Regions from separate parts of the Mus musculus genome. Here region 2 is linked to region 1. Evidence: chromatin contacts called from public HiChIP or PLAC-seq data. All regions are on one chromosome and are shown on one strand. Each heading gives the region's core, a stretch centred on a gene start, on an enhancer-like site or on the middle of the called end of the contact. The rest is flanking DNA. Distances are from core to core; before and after follow the strand shown.

Evidence for each region. HiChIP or PLAC-seq counts read pairs in DNA pulled down with a chosen protein or histone mark.
Region 2: a contact with region 1 is called in an H3K27ac HiChIP or PLAC-seq map of thymic regulatory T cells, with 4 times the contacts expected there. The contact joins two enhancer-like sites. A contact is called at or near these places in 4 of 39 promoter capture datasets (the C10 cell line, the HPC-7 cell line, liver and 1 more), 1 of 15 datasets of contacts at CTCF or cohesin (the NIH/3T3 cell line), 1 of 484 Hi-C or Micro-C datasets (nephron progenitors) and 1 of 115 datasets of contacts at active chromatin or transcription factors (thymic regulatory T cells).

What each region holds. Positions count from the first base shown.
Region 1 is chr2:12,975,145-12,979,368 of GRCm38.p6, forward strand. It overlaps Pter (phosphotriesterase related), which reads left to right. Exons shown (of 6, transcript NM_001305437.1): 3 at 3,016-3,473. Among named protein-coding and RNA genes, the nearest start is that of C1ql3, 34 kb to the right of the region's middle. Within about 2 kb of position 2,322, at least 7 of the 459 cell types and tissues checked have an H3K27ac peak or open chromatin away from gene starts, as enhancers often do. A contact at or near this core is called in thymic regulatory T cells, where this site is marked.
Region 2 is chr2:13,231,202-13,235,425 of GRCm38.p6, forward strand. All of the region lies in intron 3 of Rsu1 (Ras suppressor protein 1), which reads right to left. Among named protein-coding and RNA genes, the nearest start is that of Rsu1, 38 kb to the right of the region's middle. Within about 2 kb of position 2,245, at least 31 of the 459 cell types and tissues checked have an H3K27ac peak or open chromatin away from gene starts, as enhancers often do. A contact at or near this core is called in thymic regulatory T cells, where this site is marked.

The DNA of each region.
Region 1 (4,224 bases), core at 1,072-3,571:
GGAAAGTGAATTCCAGATGGAGCACAGGAAAAAAGGGCTTCCTAGCCACACTGAAACCACAAATTCCAGATCTTTGTCTTGCTCCATTCAAAGATACATTCTCCCTTGAAAGGGTGCTGGCTGCTTTTTGTTCCTTAATCTTTTCTTATGCTCTAAGTGTGTGTTACATCGTATGTGATCACAGAAGAGCCAGCCAACTGTGTCTGAGAGCATTAGAGGAGTGTCCCAGGAGGGATGACATTTCTTAAATAATTTTTTTTTTACAAAGGCTCACAGCTTGTAAGGATAAAACATACCATGTTGCTCTTTCAAATACACATCAATTAAGTGTGTACTTTGTTACTTTTCTGGCAGACTTGGTGGTAGTGTTTTATCAATTCATCCTAATTTCTGCCCCCATCTGTGGCTTTCCAGAACACATCTGTAATGCTGAAGGGAGAAAACAGAAAATTAACCCACCAAGAGGGTTGAATCTATTATTAATGGTGTTGTGATCTCCTCTACCAAAGGAGTAATCACATACTGATTATTTTGAGTAGAAAAGAATAAAGCTTTGAACAGTACATTCCAGTCTATGGCTATACCACCTCCAATGCACTTTGTCTTTTCTGAACAGTGAGGTCATCAGTAAAAAATATACTGCCTGGGCAGGGACTGGCACTTGTATGGTAATTCTGAGCAGATCCCATTTTGTCCCTGCTGGCTTTCATGTGTCCAGCCTAATGTTCAGAGCATGGCTTGCCCAAGAGCACTGTCAAGCAAAGCTCAGTAGTCACATTGTTCACAACTCTCATGTTCTCTGTGAAAAATATAAATGAGTCACTTATGACTGTCAGTAAACTATCCCAGACAGCTAAGTTCACTGTCATTGAAGTGGCTGGACAAAGATTGACTTATAATTTGTAAACCTTTTCCTTTTTCCCTGACCTATTACAGGGAAAACAGAACCTTTTCCACAGAACCAGAAAACAGAACCAGATCCACAACCTTTCTTTTGTAGAAAGAAGTGATGTAGTCAAAGTGCAGAATAATTCTGCTCTCTGTTGACTATAGACTGTGTTCCACTTTTGACAATATTTTTATGTGTAGTATTCGCTTGCATTTGCCTTAATTCCTACTTATTTTGATTCCTAAGTAATGCATAGTCTCTAATTTATTTATGAGAAACAAGATGCTCAGCTAATCATAGATAGGGACTAGAAGATGCTTCCGTTGTTAAAGTCTTTTCCTTATAGACATGAGGACCTGAATTCTGTCCCTAGAACCCACATACATTGTATGTGGGTCCTAGGGACTGAAAAGGTATGTTAGTAGACACTAGGAGTCCTATAATCAGGGTTAGTCATAGGTAGAAGCCTGCAGCTTGCCTTCTCTGTGAGCTCTAGTCCAGGGGGAGACTCTGTCTCAAAAGAACATGGTGAATGGCTTCAGAGGACTGATACCCGAGGTTGACCTCTGATCTCCACATGCACAGGCTCGAAATGATGCACTACCCCCCTCCCCACATACAGAGAAGGCTTCCAAAGATATGGGGGGACTAATTTTAGAATGTCTGTGGTAGGAACACTTTGAAAGCTTTCAAAGCTACTCTGTTCTTCCAGCCTCATGATCATGTCTGCCAGGTCCTCTGGGTGGAGCTTCATTTCGGGCAGTGCTCTGGCGGCGGTGGCTACAGTGTGTCTATTCACCAAGTCCACTGTCACCTTTTCCATTCAGTCTGCTGTATTAGGGGTACACATTGAACATGGGAATGCTGGAATAGGAATTCTTGCTGTCACTGAGAGAAAAACCTGGGCAGATACTCTTTGTGTCTGAAAGGAAATTATGTGAGCAATAAAGAGGTTTTTGCTCCTTCTAGAGATGGCAGCTGATTCCTGTTTCAGCAGCATTCTAGGCTTGTTTCTGTTGCCGTGATAAAATACCCCGACACAAAGCAGCTTAGAGGGGGAGAGGTTCATTTTAACTCCAGTTCCAGATGACGACAGTCCATCATTGTAGAGGAGTCACAGAGACAGGCACTGAGACAGCTGGTCACAGCATACCCAGTCAAAAGCAAAGAGAAGCGAGCTCATAAACACTGCTTGCTTGCTTGCTTGTGCTCAGCTCAATTTCTCCACTCTGATAAAGTTCTGGATCCCCTACCTAGGGAATGCGTGTTGCCATCCATAATGGTCTGGGTCATTCCATGCCCATTAATGTAATAAAGAGAATTCCCTATAGAAATACCCAAACTCAGTGAAGACACTTCCTCACTGAGTCTCCCTTTAGGTTGCGTCGTGTTGACATTCAGCTTTTAACCATCACAGATAACATCGTAGTCACTTTCATTGTAACAGTGAAGTTTTCCTTTTATGTATTGAAAGGTCACTTTCAGTTTGCACTATGCAATAAACCCCCTTGAAAGTGAAAGGGCTTGTTTCTTCTTATTTTTGACATTAATAAACCTACTTATGCATTTCTTCTTTCCTCAATGATTTTGTGGCCATCCCCTATGAAGTGAGGCAGGTTAGAGGTTCTGTGTTATGCTTCGGGCATATAGCAGGCCGTGAGCGGAAGTTCATTTACTTCAGGAGCAAATGGGTAGTACCGTGAGTAGAAGCCTCAGTATATTTCATTTGGATAAGAAGGGGGAAATGGTATTAATGCATGGCTGATTTTAATAGGAGCTTTTGGTAACAAAGGGAGGAGGGATTTATATGATTTTTGTTCAAGTATCCAAAAAAGCATAGCTAAAACTGAGACAAAAAAAAAAAAGAAATATAAATCTGAACTGAACTGAAGAAATATTTCCAATAAATAAGTTTAGAGCTGATCTGTCAGAGGAGACCTGATGGAAGGGACTGGGGACATTTTATTCATGCATCCCACTTGGGGCAGATGACAAATGAGGTCATATCTCTAGTTTCATTGATTCATTCTCTAGTTTCATTGGCATATCCACAACCCCCACTCTCCACTGACAGACTACATGCTTGTGTTAAATTTTCTAATTCCATATTCCCTTTTCCTCTCTAGAGAAAATCCCTGAGACACTATCAGGAATGTCTTCCTTAAGTGGGAAAGTACAAACAGTTCTGGGCCTTGTAGAACCCAGCCAACTGGGACGCACCCTGACCCACGAGCATCTGACAATGACCTTTGACAGTTTTTACTGCCCACCTCCTCCATGCCACGAAGTCACCTCCAAGGAACCTATCATGATGAAAAATCTATTTTGGATTCAGAAAAACCCCTATTCCCATCGAGAGAACCTTCAGTTGAATCAGGAGGTAGGAGCCATAAGAGAAGAGCTGTTGTATTTCAAGGCTAAGGGCGGAGGAGCCTTGGTGGAGAATACGACAACTGGGCTCAGCAGGGACGTGCATACGCTGAAGTGGCTGGCAGAGCAGACTGGAGTCCACATCATAGCTGGAGCTGGGTTTTATGTTGATGCAACTCACTCTGCAGCAACCAGAGCCATGTCAGTGGAGCAGGTAAAAAGCACTACTTAGAATGCTGTTTGTATATACATTTAGGACACCCTAAATGCAATTGGTTCAGAAGTAGTTGGATACATGAAAAAAAAATAGCTAGCTCGCAAAGACATCTGGTAACTGGACCCCAGAGTGTTCGGACTCCGTGTCTTCCCAGTGATGAGGAAGGAGCTCTGGACACACTCGTCATTGACAATTCCAATGTGTTAATGCTCAGTCTGTATGAACCCTATCAGAGCTCAGTGGTTCTGCTTCAGTCTCTTTGTAAACCTCGTTTTCCCACCATCAGCTGCTTCAGCTTTCCCCTCGGGTTTTTATAATAACCAGCAATGAAAATTCACAGTAGGGTGAGACTTGGCAGGCAGAGACTTGGTACATTTGCCAACACAGCTTCTTCTCTTATTACAAGCCAGGAGGGATGGGAGAAGGTCTGTTCTCTTATTTGTAATATTAAGTAAGAATGGGCAGAAAGGAGCAAAGTTTGCAAGGACCCAAAGAAAGAAGTTTCGGGGCTCTGTTGCACATGTGTGTGTTCTCTTATTAAACATGTGTGTCATTTTACATGCATTTACATATGGTATGTATTCCTATATTATTTCCCATAACTTGTTTCACAGGCATAAAATGTCAGGTAAACTCTTGGTAAAATATCTGTTAGTATTTAGAACGACTTTTAAAATATTTTCATCTGTGTTATATCCCAATATGCTTTTAAATACATACATTTATATTAGTTGGAGACTGAGCTAAT
Region 2 (4,224 bases), core at 995-3,494, 260 kb after region 1:
GGGTACACATGTCTGCTGAGGTAGGAGGCTGAACACTGTCCCCTCCTGTCCATTTCCAGGGACACAAAGATACCACCTAACCCAGATCCAAAAGCCCCCAACAATATCACCCTGGAGAGGTCAAAACAGATGAAAACAAACAGCACTGTTTCAAACACCCTAGCGCATTAAAGGTGTGTTGGAGGGGCAGCAACATGCTTTGAGGAGTAAAGCATTTGCACAGAAATCTAAGACGCTGAGTCTGATCTTCCCAGAACCCACATAAAGATAGGAGAGAGCCAACTCCACAAAGCTCTCCTCTGACCTCCATGCACATCATAGCAAGTGTATCCCAACACACACATACAGAGACTTACAGACACACACATACACACACACACACATATATATATATAGATAGATATACAAAGACACACATACACACACACACACACAAGCACACACCATGCACACATACATCCAGACACACACACACGCACACGCATCACGCACACACACAGAGACACACACAGATACATACACAAGTGTTGCCATACAACACCCGACCTGTCTCTACTGGACCACATTTGCTCATGATGAATTTGTTCCTGGTTGAAGTAATTCAGTGACTTTGTATGTTGTTTGTCCTACCCACCCTACCACACACAGATACTCACATACATAGATGCACACAGACATGCACACACAGACACACACACAGAGATCCATACACACAGACACATACACAGATATACACAAACATAGACACACACAGATGTGTATATACATATGCACCACGTGCACAAACAGATATACACAAATATACACACAGATATACTCAGAGACACACACAGACATGCACACAGAGACACACAGACACACACATACACATGCAGAGAGACACACACAGACACATACCATGAACACACAATAACCAATAAAAATGTAAACGTAAGTATTCTGGATGCTGCAATAAAGAATGTAAATGTGGTGTTATTTCGTTACACTCTAGGCTTTTACAGCCTTTCTTTGAAAGAGTAAAGAGTAGTGAAGAGTACTAAGTTAGCTCGTTCCTACAAGGAAGATAAAGAAATGCTACCAACAACAGGATAATACGTGAAAATAAGCAAGGCTTCTCAGGATATATAACAGGAGCGATCTAACCATTCTAGAAAAGACGGACAGGTAGCATTTTCTGCAGCCTGAATGACGCCAACACTACAGAGTCTGTGTGGAATTGCTGGTGAAAGTCAAGTCACAGAGCCAGCCGTCAATCCTTACCCAACACAACTAGAGACCAGCCCCATATTCCGACCAGATGCAGTGTCCAGACTCCTTACATATGTGCTGTTCCTACAGCAAACCAGGAATCCTACCTAGCCTTAGGTGCCATTTCAATGACTCCATGTAAAAAAGAGATCTTAACTCTCACATGATTCTGGAAATTTTATATGCAAATAAAAAAGGTCATTTGTACTTAGGGTGATTAATTACCTTTGCTTTCTGGCCAAAAACACACGGTGAATAATGAAGTGATTATATATTACTGTTCGAGTTTGAAGTTTGAACTAATCATGTTGTGCTTCACAGATTTTATGGGATTTTCTCCAAAGCAGCTATTAAAGCAGTGAATTACGGTAGTTATAGGTTATTTAAAAACATAAAGTTTATGAAACACTGAAGCAAGTTTTCTTTTAACAGGTTTTAGATGGCCCTCAAGGTAAAAGTAAAAATTCGCCAATTATCTAAGCCCCTACCTTAATAAAGGCCACCATCTCCCCAAATATTATTAGACATACAGGTAACTAAAGTAATTCTACCTGTGGCTAATCAACAAGTATTTGCTGAGCATGAGTGCCCAAGGGCACACATGTTTCATGGGCCTCCTTAGGATTCTGCAGCTTAAATAGTTTTATGAACCACAAAACCACAAAAACAAAACAAAACAAAAAAAAAAAAATCCTGAGTTAACCACTGCACAGACACACAACTGTGGTGTCACCCTCTTACCAACTACAAAGCGAACAATCAGTTATATAAAAATTAGAAGGAAATTGTAACAAACAAGCAATAAAGTGGGTTTGTAATATGAAGCCAAACAGGCAAAAATGTACGTCCCTGAGCTACAAAAAGGGCATGCACAACCACACGCAACTCCTAAAGATATGACGGGTGTGAACTGCCTCCCTTCTGAGCAGACACAATTTGACTGGCACCTAGAGTCTGCATTAGCTTAGCAGAAAAGAAATATGTTCCTAATCACACGTGGTGTGGTTTTGGTTCCCCACTAACTCAGTCACACATCAGCAGCTAGCTTTGCCTGGGGAGCTGGTTGGGACCATCACATCCAAAGGAGGAGAAACGGCTCTGGAAGCCGGGGAGAGGAAGTGACGTCCAGTGAAACGGAAGATCAGGACAGACATCCTGCTTCAAAAAATACCTCGAAAGTTTAGAAAGACGAAGAGAAACAAGAGACAAAAATTAAAAAGACACACATCCTCCATCAACAGAGGAAGCAAGCTTGGGGCGTAAACAACCTGCTCAGCCTCTTTGATGTGTATGCTTTATTATATGTAATACACTATAATAGTATAGTTAATATAATGTAGTATATGAACACATGTATGTTCAGGTGTGATTATGAACAATAAGCGGCAGATAACACTTAATTAAGTCCAACCGTCAGCACTTGCTCAGAGCACCGTTTGCCCACATTTCTGCCTTTCTTTACAACTGAGAATGACCACGGAGAGGCCGCATGGGGTGCTCTGCCTATCAGACCATGTGCTTAGAGGCTGAGGAAAGGGGTCATTCCGTGAACAGGGAAGAGAGGGGAGGTGACGAAGATGGCCAGAGACAGAACAAGACACACAAACCACCCTCCAACCTTGGCAAGTCTGCCTGGTCTAACGGAAACAAAGATCAGAGCCACAGAAGTGTTCGGTCCATTAAGCACTGGGTTTCCCTTGCCTGGAACAGTTAAAGTGCACACATAAATCACTTAAAGAAGTAGCCAGGGGAGATGGCAGTGCAGAGGCTCAGGGTGCAGAAGATCAGAACCTCTGACTCTGATTATTTAACCACGTTAAGTGTAATTCCTCCACTTAACAGAGGGTACAGTTTGATGAATGCTATCTCTCGCCTTGCTTAATTCTCAGTTAACTCCACATGTGGGGTGCTGTCCCCCACAGCCTGATGAGCTGTGGGGAGCCTTCTGTTTTACACACCACATGGTCGTGGTTTATTTTGAAGGGGAAGAGGGCCTCACAGAAACAAGGGGAGTTCATCTAAGCTTTCTGACGGACGGCATAGGAGCTATGACTTCAGAGATGAAAGTGGTAACATAAAGAGAAGAAGGAACATAGAGGTGAGGAGAAAGGATACTGAAAATAAAAATTATGAAAAAAAATCAAACAAAAGACAGTTCAGACTGAATAGAAAATCAAAATTCTGTCAACAGTTAATTAATCACACCAGGACAAGTCTGTCCTACTGGACTGAGTAACAGAGAAAGCGAAAGTGGTCACAAGAATTTTATTACTTAAAAATTAATATATATGTATATATGTATAGGCACATTCCACTCAAGACTAGGGGTGGGCTCTAAGATTACAAATGCAATCTTATTTTTAAATGTAAATTCAAGCTAATAAATCAGGTGGCGCCTACTGGCACTTTTTATACCTGCTTCTCATTCATTTAGAAAATCATCTTTTGAACGCTCTGGAAAACTTTCTTCAAGAACCAGCGTCAAGTCTATCTGCTCTGCAAATACACCACTGCTGCCTTCACTCAGTCCCGCGGTTTCCAAACCTGAGATGTGCGGGCTTAAAGAACTGATGTACGGGCAGAGCAGGACCCAAAGCCAGTGACATCACAGGAGAGCAGGACCCAAAGCCAGTGACATCACGGGCACCATGTGTGCTTCTGAAGCGACTATGCTCAGTTTTGCTTTAATTCTTAAAACAACGACAAAGCTCAATAATTTAAGAATAATTAAAATACATACACCTGTATATTGCACATCCTAGACTATGTACACACACTTCCTTTGTTCTTTCTGTCTCTCTCTGTCTCTCTGTCTCTGTCTGTCTGTCTGTCTGTCTCTCTCTCTCTCTCTCTCTCTCTCTCTCTCTCTCTCTCTCTCGTGTGTGTGTGTGTGTGTGTGTGTGTTTTCTGTTGTGCTCAATTTAACCTTGGCTGGCTCGTTATGGTGCTACATCATCAGAGAACACTGTATGCATG